3 separate regions of the Mus musculus genome follow, and all the other regions are linked to region 1. A link is a contact called in public promoter capture Hi-C data. All regions are on one chromosome and are shown on one strand. The core of a region is the stretch at or near the end of the contact, and the rest is flanking DNA. Distances in the headings are between cores, read along the strand shown.

Region 1 (4,141 bases), core at 596-3,095:
GTTCTCAATGTGCTCACTGCCACCTGAGGTCTCTTGCTCCTGGTTGTCCTGCCTCGGTTTCTCTCTCAGGATCTACCAGTTGCAATAGTAGCCAATCACATGTACTCACATACATAAAATAAATAAATAAATCTTAAAACAAGATATTTTCAAAATATTTCATTTGTTTTTAAAAAAAGACATTTTAACCTTATAAAAGATTTGTTTTTTAAATGTGTGTGTGTTTGTTTGTCTTTTTTTTTTTTAAAGAATTTATTTATTTCATGTATGTGAATACACTGTCACTGTCTTCAGACACAACAGAAGAGGGCATCAGATCCCATTACAGATGGTTGTGAGCCACCATGTGGTTGCTGGGAATTGAACTCAGGACCTCTAGGAACAGTAGTCAGTCCTTTTAACCACTGAGCCATCTCTCCAGCCCTGTGTTTGTTTTGCTTGCATAGATGTGTGCCTGTCTGTCATTCACATGCTGAGGCTGTAAAAGGGCATTGGACCCCTTGGATGAAGAGTGATAAGCAGCTGTGAGCTGTCCTATGGGTGCTGGAAATTGAATCTGGGTCCTTTGGAACGGCAGCCAGTGTTCTCCATTGAGGAGCCTTCACTTCCGTCCCCATGTTTAACCTTTTATGTGAGAATTGATCTGCACCCTTTCCTCCCAGGAGCAGTAAAGTAAAAACACTGGGAATACTTTTTCAAGTGTCACACTGCAAATCAAGTGTGTTATTCACAAATGAAGTATACAGCTTACAGAAGACATGAATTCCTGGCCCAGTCTTGGTCCTAACAGAATGCAAGCAAAGTCAAATGTATTCCCATCTTTTAACACCCTCCGATTCTTCCTGAGCGGACAGTGAACCTTGGACTTGGAGCAGAGTTGAGTGTGGGTGTTTTCAGCTTTCTCTCATGGAGCAGAGCAGGGAAGTGTTTTTGAGACCTCTGAGTGGCTACCTCTCCAGGTCCACTTTTCTCATAGTTATTATCCATTTCCGGGGAGGCGGATGCTCCTGTATTTAGTCCTGTACTAGTGTGGAGCCCGCCTGACTCCACTGCTAATTAAAGGGAGAAAGATTAACTATCAGATCCTCTCTGTGTGTGGGAGGTATGGTAGTGGTTCTTAACCTGTGGGTCACGACCCACGAAGGCGCCTACCTGGCTTCATGGTTCATTGAACTGTGCCCTTCCCCCCAGCCTTGAGCAGGCAGAATCAGACTTTGTTTCTGCCACAGTTGGCTAGCCCACCTAGGGTGGAGTCTTCCAATCTAGGTAAAGTCTATTGTGTGCCACATCTGCAGCTTCCTGCAAGAAGCCACCACCTGCTAACAGGCTGCCTGAGCTTGCTTTCCTGATAAAGCAATGAGAGTCTGGCAAAGTGGGGGATGGGTCTCCCCCCTTTAAATTCAAGTATGTGGGAATGGGAGACCGACTGCGGTGTCCTTGGGAGCCAGAAGAGGGCAGCAGACCCTGGGAGCTGTACTACAAGAGGTTGTGAGATACCAAACCTGGGTGCTGGGAACAAACCCAGGTCATCTGCAAGTGCAGTAATTACTGTTTTAACTGAACCATCTCCAGCCATCAATCTTCATTCTTTCCCCCCTTCTCATCCTCAGCCCCCACCACACTCCTTGATTCAGGCAATGCTCCTGCCTCAGCCTCCAAGTGCCACAATTCTGTAATCAAGTAAAAAGCGCAGAGGAAGTGCTGGAAACAGGTGACCTCCTTTCTGGGAACCCCGTGGAATTCCCTTTTAGAGTTCAACCTACAGGGAGGTGTTCCGGTGGTGGTGGGTACGGAGGCACGCTCAGATCTCGGACTACAACTCCCAGCATGCCCCGCGGATCTTCGAGTCAGGTCTCGCGCGACCTGCGACAGTCTCGGGGTGGTTTGGGGGTTCGGTTGCCGGCCGGCGACTGTCCTCCGTAGGGGAGCGTTCGTCGCGCTCTCACGATGGCTCTGCTCTGTTCAGCCCAGCAGCCTCTTGGGCCATCTGGAGCCTCGGAGCCTCTTTAGTGCGGGAAGTCGGGCCGCAGGCGGCGGGCGAGCAGGTAACCGACCGCGGCCTGGCGGAGCTGGGGGCAGCCTGAGTTCCGGGGCGCCGCGGCCTGGGGGGCCTGGAGGGGGGCTCTGTTCCACCCTAGCGGGGCTCGAGGGACACCAGAAAGACCCGCACAGTGAGCCTCGGAGCATCTGCTCGCTGCGAACCAGCCGGCTTCGCCTTGAGGGGTGGGACCGTGGGAAGGTCGGGATTGGCTTTACACATCTCAGAGGCTTTGTTTTGCACCTCCTGCGAGAGAGTCGTGGGCTTGGGGTCGCTAAGGGAGAGGGAAAGGGCGTGTGTCTGGCTTGCGGATGTCCCTAGGACCGCAGTGAACTTGAACAAAAATCTGGACCAATAATGCCTGCTGTGCAGCGCCGCGGGTTTGTTTTCAAGACAAGGGTTGTGTGAGAATGCGATGACTTTTAGTGATGCCGAGTTGGTCTTCTATGCTGGCATAGCTCATTTCTGCCAAGGGGAAAGGCTGCTATGTAATCCGGCTGGGGAGTGGTCGGATGTTCGGTGGACTTAGGGGCGCTGTACCAACCTTGCTTGTTTATTGTTACTTAGAGCCTCTGGATGGACCCTTCCTCAGAAGCTTCGCTAATTTGCAGAAGCTGGGCAATGCTCCTCATTAACATCTGTCTGTCTGCATAGTCCGGCGTCATTTCACTGTGGTAAGGTGTCTGTCTAAACTGAGGTTTGGCTTTCTCCTCTCGGGTGTTCAGAGGAGCCAGCCATAGGATACTGGCAAACTAGTGGACTTTATCCTTCCGGGGGTGTGTTTGTCACTCATTGGTTCTAGCGTGTGTATGTGTCAACCTTACTTACCAGCCATAAGTCTCTGCGTGTCTGTCAGAGCACTGGAATGACCCTCTGCTGTGCAACATAAGAAAATGCCCTATGTTATTTTTATTAGGTGGAAGGGACTCAGCTCCGAATTACGTATAGAAAAAAACACCTGGATCCCTGTCTTTCAATGGCTTCAAGACAACCAGAAGTGCCTGGTAAACTTAAGTTCTTATTGGTTAAGTCTGTACCCCCACCCACATCCCCCAGAGAGCTTATTTTCTCAGAATCCTTAGTACTGATCTTCTTTAGTATTAGGTCATCACCTTCTCAGCCGTGGTATACACCCTGACCTTGGCTTACAGCCTCTTGCCATAAGTGTCTTTTGTGAAGAGTAAACACTTTTTGTTTGTTTTTCCAGAGACAGGGTTTCTCCGTGTGGTTCTGGCTGTCCTGAAACTCTGTATTTAGACCAGGCTGTCCTTGAATTCACAGAGATCTTACCACCTCTACCTCCCAAGTGCTGTCTTTAAAGGCGAAATCATAAGTGAAGTTCAGAGTTGCTGCTAAATCTACATCTACTGTTTTTTTTTTTTTGAGACAGAGTCTCCCTTTGTAGACTTGGCTGTCCTGGAATTCACAGAGATCCTCCTGCCTCTGCCTCCTGAGTTCTGGGATTAAAATGCATGTACACTGCACCTGGCTCAAAAAAGTTTTTGGGCAGGCAGTGGTGGTGCACGACTTTATCCCAGCACTTAGGAGGCAGAGGCAGGTGGATTTCTGAGTTCCAGGACAGCCAGGGTTACACAGAGAAACCCTGTCTCGAAAAACCAAAAAAAAAAAAAAAAAAAGTAGATGCCAGCGGCTTTATTACTATTGTCTTTATGAAGCCATTGGACAAGGTGTTAGACACTGTTTGAAGTCGCTCCCCAGTTAGGCAGGTTAATGGAAGCTTCCTCCATGTACCCTAATACCATTTGTCTCTACCATCACGTGTGTCTTCCACTTACACTGGACTCTCTAACGCCCTTGTCACCATGCAGAGCTATGTGTGTGCTCATGAGCTTAAGGCTTTGTAGCTGGCAGCAAGGAGTGAGCCCTGGCTCAGTGTCTCCTGCGCATTTGCTAGCCGTGTGGTAGTGCTTAGGTTCCGTAGCACGGTTTCCTGAGCTGGGAAATGGGAAAGAGTTTACTTAGAGAGGAGTAGATAGAAGGAGGGCTCTCAGTGCCAGGTCATTTGTGTTTGCATGTCTTTTTCCCTTGAGATAGCAATGTACATACTGTAAATTCACCTAGAGTGGGTGATTTCATGGTTGG
Region 2 (4,440 bases), core at 1,280-3,779, 1.0 Mb before region 1:
TCTGGACTACATTTGGATCTCTGGGTACAGAATTCATCACTTAAATACACAGTGCTCAAAAACATCCTCAATATTGCCCCTTTTTAGTCTAGAAAAGGACTTTCTCTTAGATTAGTAAGGTATATATAATAAGAACAGTTATGGAAGCTATCAGGTAAAATTACTGTTGCTAACTGTTTCTAATGCTTTGTCTTATTTAGACTCTCACAAGCATTGTTTCCAGACACTGAGGGTCCATAGCTGGCTTTGATCAAGAATTGCCGTGCTGGGCGTGGTGGCACACGCCTTTAATCCCAGCACTCGGGAGGCAGAGGCAGGCAGATTTCTGAGTTCAAGACCAGCCTGGTCTACAAAGTGAGTTCCAGGACAGCTAGGGTTATACAGAGAAACCCTGTCTTGAAAAAAATCAAAACAAAAAACCAAAAAAAAAAAAACAAAAACAAAACCCAAAAAATAAAAATTAATCATTGGCTGGAGAGATGGCTCAGCAGTTAAGAGCACTGACTGCTCTTCCAGAAGTCCTGAGTTCAATTCCCAGCAACCACATGATGGCTCATAACCATCTGTAATGGGATCCGATGCCCTCTTCTGGTGTGTCTGAAGACAGCTACAATGTACTCATATACATAAAATAAATCCTAAAAATAAATTAAAGTCAGGGTTTCTATTTCTACACAAAACATCATGACCAAGAAGCAAGTTGGGGAGGAAAGGGTTTATTCAACTTATACTTCCACATTGCTGTTTTTCACCAAAGGATGTCAGGACTGGAACTCAAGCAGGTCAGGAAGCAGGAACTGATGCAGAGGCCATGGAGGGGTGCTGCTTACTGGCTTGCTCTTTTATAGAACCCAAAACTACCAGGCCTGGCATGGCACCACCCACAGTGGGCCCTTTCACCCTAGATCACTAATTGAGAAAATGTCTTACAGCTGGATCTCATGGAGGCATTTCCTCACCTGAAGCTCCTTTCTCTGTGATAACTCCAGCTTGTGTCAAGTTGACACACAAGTACACGTATGCGCGCGCGCGCGTACACACACACACACACACACACACACACACACACACACACACAGAAATGTTGGGCCTGAGGTCACACAAATAATGAGGCACAGGCCGCCACAATCCAAAGTCAAACAAAAGCAGCTTTTATTCACCAAGGGAAACTCTCACCAAGAGATCTAGCTGGACTAGAGATGCAGTTAGGCTCGGGAGCTGAAGCAATGAGCCCAAGAAGTGGGCTCACAGGCCTTTTAAAGCAGAAAACCACAACCAGGTATGAAGTGGAAGATTAGGGTGAGGGTCTAGGCAACCTTTACCATGGTTGGTTGTGGTTAGGGGGCTTTCCAGAGGTCCTGGTTCCTGATTGGTCTGTGGTGGCCCCTAGGTATTCCAGGGAAAGAAGGGTGGCAACTGTTTCAGGATCTTGGAGAAAAGGCCAGATGTTCCTCCCCTTCCCTGAGTGGTAGACTCTAGAACATTTGTGGTTTTTCTTGGAATTGGGGCCATGCAAAACGGAGGACAGACTTCAAGATGGAGCAAGTTAGGCCAAAGAAGTTTAACCCAGTCCCACCGACACACACACATACACACACATACCTATTAAAACAATAAGATAAATAGAGCAATTTTTAAAAATTGATTTACTTCTTGGTAGTCAAAGTTTCAGATTTTGTTCTGATTGATGTTATCAATATAAATTCCACGTGTAACTACTAAAAAGTTCCAGTTTCACTCGACAAGGCATAAGACAGCATTGGAAACTTAAAAAAAAAATACATATATTTTTTTGTTCCATGTGCCTGAATTTTTCTCCCCCTGTGGGAAGAAAATGGGTGGAGATGACATATTAACAACTAAAATGCTGAGCTATTAAAACATTTCTAATTTTGCTTTGTGGGTTAAAGACCTCTCTCGCACATACCACTTAAAAAAAAAAAAAAACATTGCCAGAGTATGTGCTTTAATCATTTCATCCTTGTCACGCCGATCCTATTATCTATTTAAGTGACCCCCTTCCCCATCAGCCTCAAGAACGACCTGAGTCTGGGTCCTGCAGTTCTGAGCACAGAACGTGGGGCTCCCAGTAAACGACAAGTAAAGACCTGCCTATTCTTTCGCCTCAGGCTGACCACAGGTGTGGTGGGATGATATCTAGGAATCTATGGTAGGCATTTTGCAGCCAGTGCTTGTCCATTGCAAAATGGGAATAATTCGTACCTGTTTCCAAGTGATTTAGGGAGGAGCCAAGAGATGAGCGTGAAAAGTTCGCAGCAAAAAGATTAGTAACTCACTCATTATTTAATGGATAATTAAGCTCCTAGGCCCGCTATTACAGAGCCCAATGTGTTTCTCCAGCCGATCGCAGCCTTTCGGACTAGTGCTTAGGACAGGATCTCGCCCGGGGCTGGTCTCCTGCGAAGCCCAGCGAGGTGGCCTTATTAAAAATGGCGCTGGCGGCTTCCGTGGCGACTGCGGCGGCGCGGACTGAGTGTGCCCTCTGACCTGTTGGCAGCAGGCGGGGAGGGGCGCCGGGCGCCGCCATATTGGCTGTTGTCCTGTGAGGGGAGCGGCGGCGGCGGCGGCGGCGGCGGCGGCGGCGGCGGCGGCGGAGGCGCGAGAGGAGCCAGCGAGCGGGGGAGCGGCGCAAGAGGCAGCATGACTCGGAGGCGGAGCAGGCCAAGCGGCGGCGCGGGCCGGCGGGAGCGGGCGCGGGCCGCGGGGCTGCAGAAGCCCCAGGCGCCCGAGCCGCAGCCGCCGCCGCCGAGCCTGGAAGCGGGAGCCGGTGCAGGGCCCCCGGAGGTGCCCGCCGAGCTGGATTGCGACGGTCCCCGAGAGGAAGAAGAGCCCAAGCTGGCTCCAGGCCCTCAGGTAGGATCGAGCAAAACGACTCCGACTGCCGGGCTGCTTACACCTCCCCAGAGCGGGAGCGGGAGTGGGGCGGGAGTGGGCATGGACCATACTGTGGGTCTGGGACCAAATCCCAAGTCCGGGGCAGATGCTTTCAACCCGCTTGCCGGGAGTGGAAGCTGGACCCCTCTCCAAAGCCAAAGCTCAGCCAACCCTCTTGCGACCCTTGTAAAGCTACCCGTTCAGGCCCTGCTCCGGAGCTAAATCTTCTGACCATTTATGCTCTCTGGGACTCGCTCAGGTCCCGAGACCACCGCTTAGTTCTCTGCCCTCCACTTCCCTTTGGAGCCACCTGATTCCCCCCTATCCCCTAGCCCCTAAAAGACCATCATCTCAGGGCGCTGGAACCTGCAAGGCTGCAGCCTCTGTGCGCCCCTCCACCCCCGCCCCCAGCAGCTTCATCCCTTCCCCTGCACGGTCTGCAGCCGCTACCCTCAACAGCTGTACCTCTCTGCATCTGCCTTCCGGGACCTCTCTCCTTTCCCTACCCAGCAGAACAGTTGGCGGCCCCAAAGACTGTTAGAATAACTCCACTAAAGAGGAAACCCTTGTTCTCCTCCTATCTCCTGTCCCATAAGGAGCCCCCACTCCCACCTCCAACCCCCGCCAGTCCACTAGTTTGGTGAATCCTGCGAGACTAAGAGTATTTGGGAGGATTCTCGGAAGCTTCCAGCTTGCCACCTGGAAGGTCACTTTCTTTTGAGCAAAAAGGAGCAAACAGGAGAGGCGGGGGTGGCGTGGGCCACAGTTGCTCAGGGAGGGTTGTGGCACCCGGGGCTGGGTGGCTCACCCTAAGCTTGCTCTGACAAAAGAGTTTTGAGTTGGTTTTTTGGCTGAGCCTGCCAAGGAAGGCAGGCCCCTGCAGGAGTCTTGGAGGGTCGGATGCAGCGCCCGGATGAGGACGAGGCGTGGCGGAAGATGCGTTTGGCTCTGCAGACACTGCATCGGGCAGCAGGGGACTCTGGGAGGCTGGTGCAGCCTGAAGGCATGGCTCTTGACAGCCTTCTAGTAGAATCTCTGGAATTGTGCATGTGAGTGGGGATGCCATTTGGGGTACCATTCCTGGAACGCTTTCCCTGACCTCCCCAGTTAAACCAAGTGCCCCCTCTGTGCCCACCACCCTCTTTGCTTCCCTTCAATGGCACCACTCCTTCTGTGATGAAACTTGTTGATGTGTCTGTCCCAAGCACTGAACAGTGAACACCACGGGCTGGGAGGATGCCCTTCGTGGGCTCCTCCACGCCTGTCCCAGGCTTTGCCTTTATGGAGAAGTAACTAGGTGAAGGAGGGGAAGGTTGAATCAGGCTAGAACCTGCACTTATTGTAACCTACTTTTGATGCTGGTCTCCTTTGTGTCTCGTATCACGGTGAGAGGATTTTTAATTAATGAAAGTATCTCAACTTCTTGGATGTCAGAAGCATACCCAACATCCCGCTCTGCAGCCTAGGCTGTCACAGGTTGCCCTGTGCTCCTGCTGGGTCTCCATTTCAACCAGACATTGCTTCCCCTTCTTACCTGTTTTGACC
Region 3 (4,169 bases), core at 1,495-3,994, 1.0 Mb before region 1:
ATCCTACTTGCAGAACATGTCATATTTTTATCTGTGGCCTCAGGCCCAGTCAAACAGCAAAGAACTTGTCAATCGTGTTAGGAGAAGGGTCAACGCAGGCCAAGCATGCTGCAAGGTACACACTGGAGCCACATCCATGCCTACCTTTCTCTAAAGACACAGCTGCAAACCTGGAAGCCAGCAGCCCTGAAGCCAGGCCCAGGTCCCTCGTGCAGCTGAGAGGTTGCCCGGTAGGACTCCCCTCACAGGACTTCTGACTTACCCCCCATTGTCCTGTGGTGATGGTTTCCACTGTGGAGCAGTAGAGCCCAGACCTGCAAATGGCCTGACAGGCCTGGGACCTTTATAGATTCTTTCTTGCACTCTGGGCTCCTTCTGGGAGCAGGACTGAGATTTATATGATGAGCAATGGGTAATAGACCGCCTTTGGGGGAATAAACAATGACCATTATCCAGGAGCAAGGCATGGATCGGACAGTCCATGTGCTTTCTCGTGCTGTTTCTTCAATTCAACCTCCCCTTTCTATAAAGAACGTGTGCCCAAGCCCGGTGTGGTGGTGCACACCTTTAATCCCAGCACTCGGGAGGCAGAGGCAGGCGGATTTCTGAGTTCAAGGCCAGCCTGGTCTACAGACTGAGTTCCAGGACAGCCAGGGCTACACAGAGAAACCCTGTCTCGAAAAACAAAAAACAAACAAACAAAAAGAACGTGTGCCCAAGGACACTCTCACTCTTTGCTCTAAAAGCCAAAACCACTGAGGGTCCCAATTTTATCAGTAAAAGTGATGATACTGAACACAGACAACAGAGGCTGCTGGTGCCACCTGGTGGTCATCTTCAGAACTGCAGTACTGGCTGCTCCCACACTCAGGTTCTCAGGGATGATTTAGAAAAGGGATGGTCTCCTTTACCTAAAGCTAGTTAGGGGTGCTTCAAACCCAAGTAAGCTCGCACTAGAGCTACCACCCAGTTACTACACTATTTTATATATGTCCCATGAATCTTTGCCACTGTGTCAAAAGCACTGAATGGACATCAATCTATTTTTCTGAGAACACAATAACAGAAAATGATCAGAAGATGGCAATTCTCCTCTATAAACTATCTTCACCATTCTTCAATGAGCCCTTACAAGTAGATATTATGATATTCATTTCAGAGATGGAAAACCGAGGTCAGAAAAATTAAGTGGTCTATTTCTGGCCACCATGGACCATGCTTCTACTATATTACTGTCACCTTTTAACACCAAATCTGAAAAAAAAAAAGAAAAGAAAAAGAAAAAGAAACAAACACCCCAAAAGTGTGTCCACTAAATTCTAGAGCCTTACAATATCTAACAAATGTGTCATTCATTAAGTGAATATACACTAACGTGTTGGGGGAAAGAAAATGGGGGCCCCCAACCATAAATTACATTGTTCCTCCATACCTGTGACTTTGTTATTGTTATGGATCATAATATAAATATCTGATGTATGCAACCCATGGGGGGGCGCGACCCACAGGTTGAGAACCACTGGACTAGCCCAAGGTCCAAACAAAAAGATGCTTCAAGCCTAAAAGTGTAATGCCCCATAAATCTAGGCAGGAAAATCACCTCCGCCATTCTGTTTCAGTGAGAAATATCTTAAACTCGGGTATGAGCCAGACTCACACCTAACACTTAAAGCAGACCCCCACACAAGTACAGCAGCACAGGAAATGAACTACTGGGTGTGTCTAGTATAAGACAGGCAATGGCTAACCAACCAGGAAGAGAACACAGGAAGCTCTGTCTGGTGTGATCTTCCCGGCCAACCGCAAAGTATGAGAGGGCATGAAGGCGAAGGATAGGATTTGAAGTCACATGGATATGACGGGGCAGACAGAAAATAAATAAATAAATAAATAAAGACCTTCAGCGCCACAACACAGAGAGATCCGCTGTAAGAAACGAACAGAATCATCTGCTACATGAAAACAGACAGACAAACACACAAAGGCACAGGAGAAAGAGTGGTTCTCAGCCTTCCTACTGCTGCAGCCCTTTTATACAACTCCTCACGGTTGTGGTGGTCCCCAACCATAAATGTCGTCGTTATTCCACATTTGTGGTTTTGTTATTGTTATGAATCGTAACATAAATGTCTGATATATGCAACCCAAGGGGGCCGCGACCCACAGGTTGAGAGCCACTGGACTAGTTCGCGGTCCAAACAAAAAGATCAATGGAGAGAGCAAGGCAGAGACCCAGACACAGGGACGCGCAGAATAGAAGCTAGTAGGAAAAGAGAGCCGTGCAGACAATACCAATGACGTTCCCCCCACCCCCAGAGAACCACAAACACTCAGGGTGACCCCCAGAAACCCAGATGCGACAGCGTAGGGCTGCTAAGATTTGCAGGAGGTCGAGAAAAGGAATGGCACCCAGGGGGACGCGGCTCCTGCCCGTTGCGGCCGCTCACCTGCCATCCTCCCAGGGCAGCTGCGCCGCTTTCCTCCGGGAGGGCAACATCGTGGCGGGACACAGCAGGACATGGGGCTCTGGCTCAAAGCCCCGCTGCCCGGCCTGCCCAGCCTACGCGGCGTCTCCGCCCCCGCCCCGCCCCCCGGTCCGCCGAGTCCGTCCCTCCGGTTGGGCCGGCTGCACCTCAGAGCCACAGCTTATAAGGTTCTGCTGTCTGGAGAACCGATGGCGGGACCTAGCTAGGTTCTCACTACATACAAGGGCCCACTGGATGTCACAAGAAAGGGAGTTCCCTCCCATCACCCAAGTCAAAGGCGACCAAACAAGCTAGAGACTAGCTGGAACTAGACGTGTACTGCATAACAGAACGTCTGGGATAAGGTACATCTTCCTCCTTTTTCCCCCAAGTGAAGGCTGGTATCATCGCAGCATTCCTACGGTCAGCCCAGCAGAGAAAGCACGTACTCTTGGAGCATAAGATCCAGTTCAGAATTCGGAGCTGATCTCGGAAGACTGATTGTGCTTCAAACACTGCTCTGATAATTTAACAACGCTGAGGCGAGTCGATTTCTCTGTGACGGTTTCATCACTTGGGTTATATAAATTGTTCGTATTCTGTGTGGTCATTGTAGGAAACGAAAACCCATTTGGTGCAGTGCTTGGCACAGTCACACTATATAAATGCTGTCGTCCGATTTGAGAACCTAAGGAATGAATAGGAGACTGAGCCGCCTCTTTGCCTGTGTGAATTTATCTACTCTCTTCCCCTCTTCCCCACCTGGGAAAAGAGAGGCAGTTACTAGACTTCATGTCTGTTCTTTCAGGCAAAATTTAATATTCTAATAAGTACCTAACATTTATTAAGTTTTACTTTGTGCTACTCATTTTTTTTTAAGATTTAGTTATTATATGTAAGTACACTGTAGCTGACTTCAGACAGTCCAGGAGAGGGCATCAGATCTCATTACGGATGGTTGTCAGCCCGTGAGCCACCATGTGGTTGCTGAGATTTGAACTCAGGACCTCTGGAAGAGCATCGAGCCATCTCTCCAGCTCCTGTTCTAAGTTCTTTATGGCTGTGCTTTTATTCAGTCTTTATGAATAGGTATTATTTCCATTGTGAAGATGAAAGGACCAAGGCACAGGCAGGTCATTGGTTTGTGTGCACAATCTTTCCAGCCACAATCCATGATCTCCAATTTCAAGTGCATTGTTTCAAGGTAGATCTTCACTATTGGTTAAGTTAATTGTTCTTAACTTTCTTTCCCCTCTTAAACCCTAACAAACACAACTCAATGATTTGCTCTGTGGCTCACCTAGGGCTCTGCATCCCACACCAGAAACTTACCAAGTCAACCATAGATGGGGCAGACCTTTTTTTTTTTTTTAATTTTCTTTTAAGATTTATTTTATATATGTGAGTACACTGTCACTCTCTTCAGACACATCAGAAGGCATCGGATGCCCATTACAGACGGTTGTGAGACACCATGTGGTTGCTGGGAATTGAACTCAGGACCTCTGGAAGATCAGTCAGTGCTCTTAACCACTGAGTCATCTCTCCAGCCTGATGTGGCAGATCTTAAAGGCAGGATTGACCTCCTGCAGAGACCAGTTAGGCAGGGCCATCAGGCGATAAGACAGTCAGGTGACCTGTTGCTCTAGTGTTAGACCTCAAACTCAAGAAACTAAATTTTACATAAAAACCCAAATTAGCCAG

Evidence for each region. Promoter capture Hi-C pulls out the DNA fragments that hold promoters and counts their contacts. Capture Hi-C pulls out chosen DNA fragments and counts their contacts.
Region 2: a contact with region 1 is called in a promoter capture Hi-C map of neutrophils, with 5 times the contacts expected there. The contact joins the promoter of Fam193b here to the promoter of 4833439L19Rik in region 1. A contact is called at or near these places in 7 of 39 promoter capture datasets (the HPC-7 cell line, HPC-7-derived erythroid cells, fetal liver and 4 more) and 2 of 115 datasets of contacts at active chromatin or transcription factors (large pre-B cells and microglia).
Region 3: a contact with region 1 is called in a promoter capture Hi-C map of adipose tissue, with 2.6 times the contacts expected there. The contact joins the promoter of B4galt7 here to the promoter of 4833439L19Rik in region 1. A contact is called at or near these places in 2 of 9 other capture datasets (adipose tissue and liver).

Annotation. Positions count from the first base shown.
Region 1 is chr13:54,563,086-54,567,226 of GRCm38.p6, reverse strand. 4833439L19Rik (RIKEN cDNA 4833439L19 gene) reads left to right here and starts at 1,845. Exons shown (of 9, transcript NM_133797.4): 1 at 1,845-2,045; 2 at 2,606-2,712; 3 at 2,955-3,042. The coding sequence starts at 3,015.
Region 2 is chr13:55,569,209-55,573,648 of GRCm38.p6, reverse strand. It overlaps Fam193b (family with sequence similarity 193, member B), which reads left to right and starts at 2,529. Exons shown (of 11, transcript NM_145382.4): 1 at 2,529-3,944. It overlaps Gm31364 (a long non-coding RNA gene), which reads right to left and starts at 2,553. Exons shown (of 2, transcript XR_873486.2): 1 at 2,224-2,553.
Region 3 is chr13:55,598,471-55,602,639 of GRCm38.p6, reverse strand. It overlaps B4galt7 (xylosylprotein beta1,4-galactosyltransferase, polypeptide 7 (galactosyltransferase I)), which reads right to left and starts at 2,744. Exons shown (of 6, transcript NM_146045.2): 1 at 2,448-2,744. The coding sequence starts at 2,497.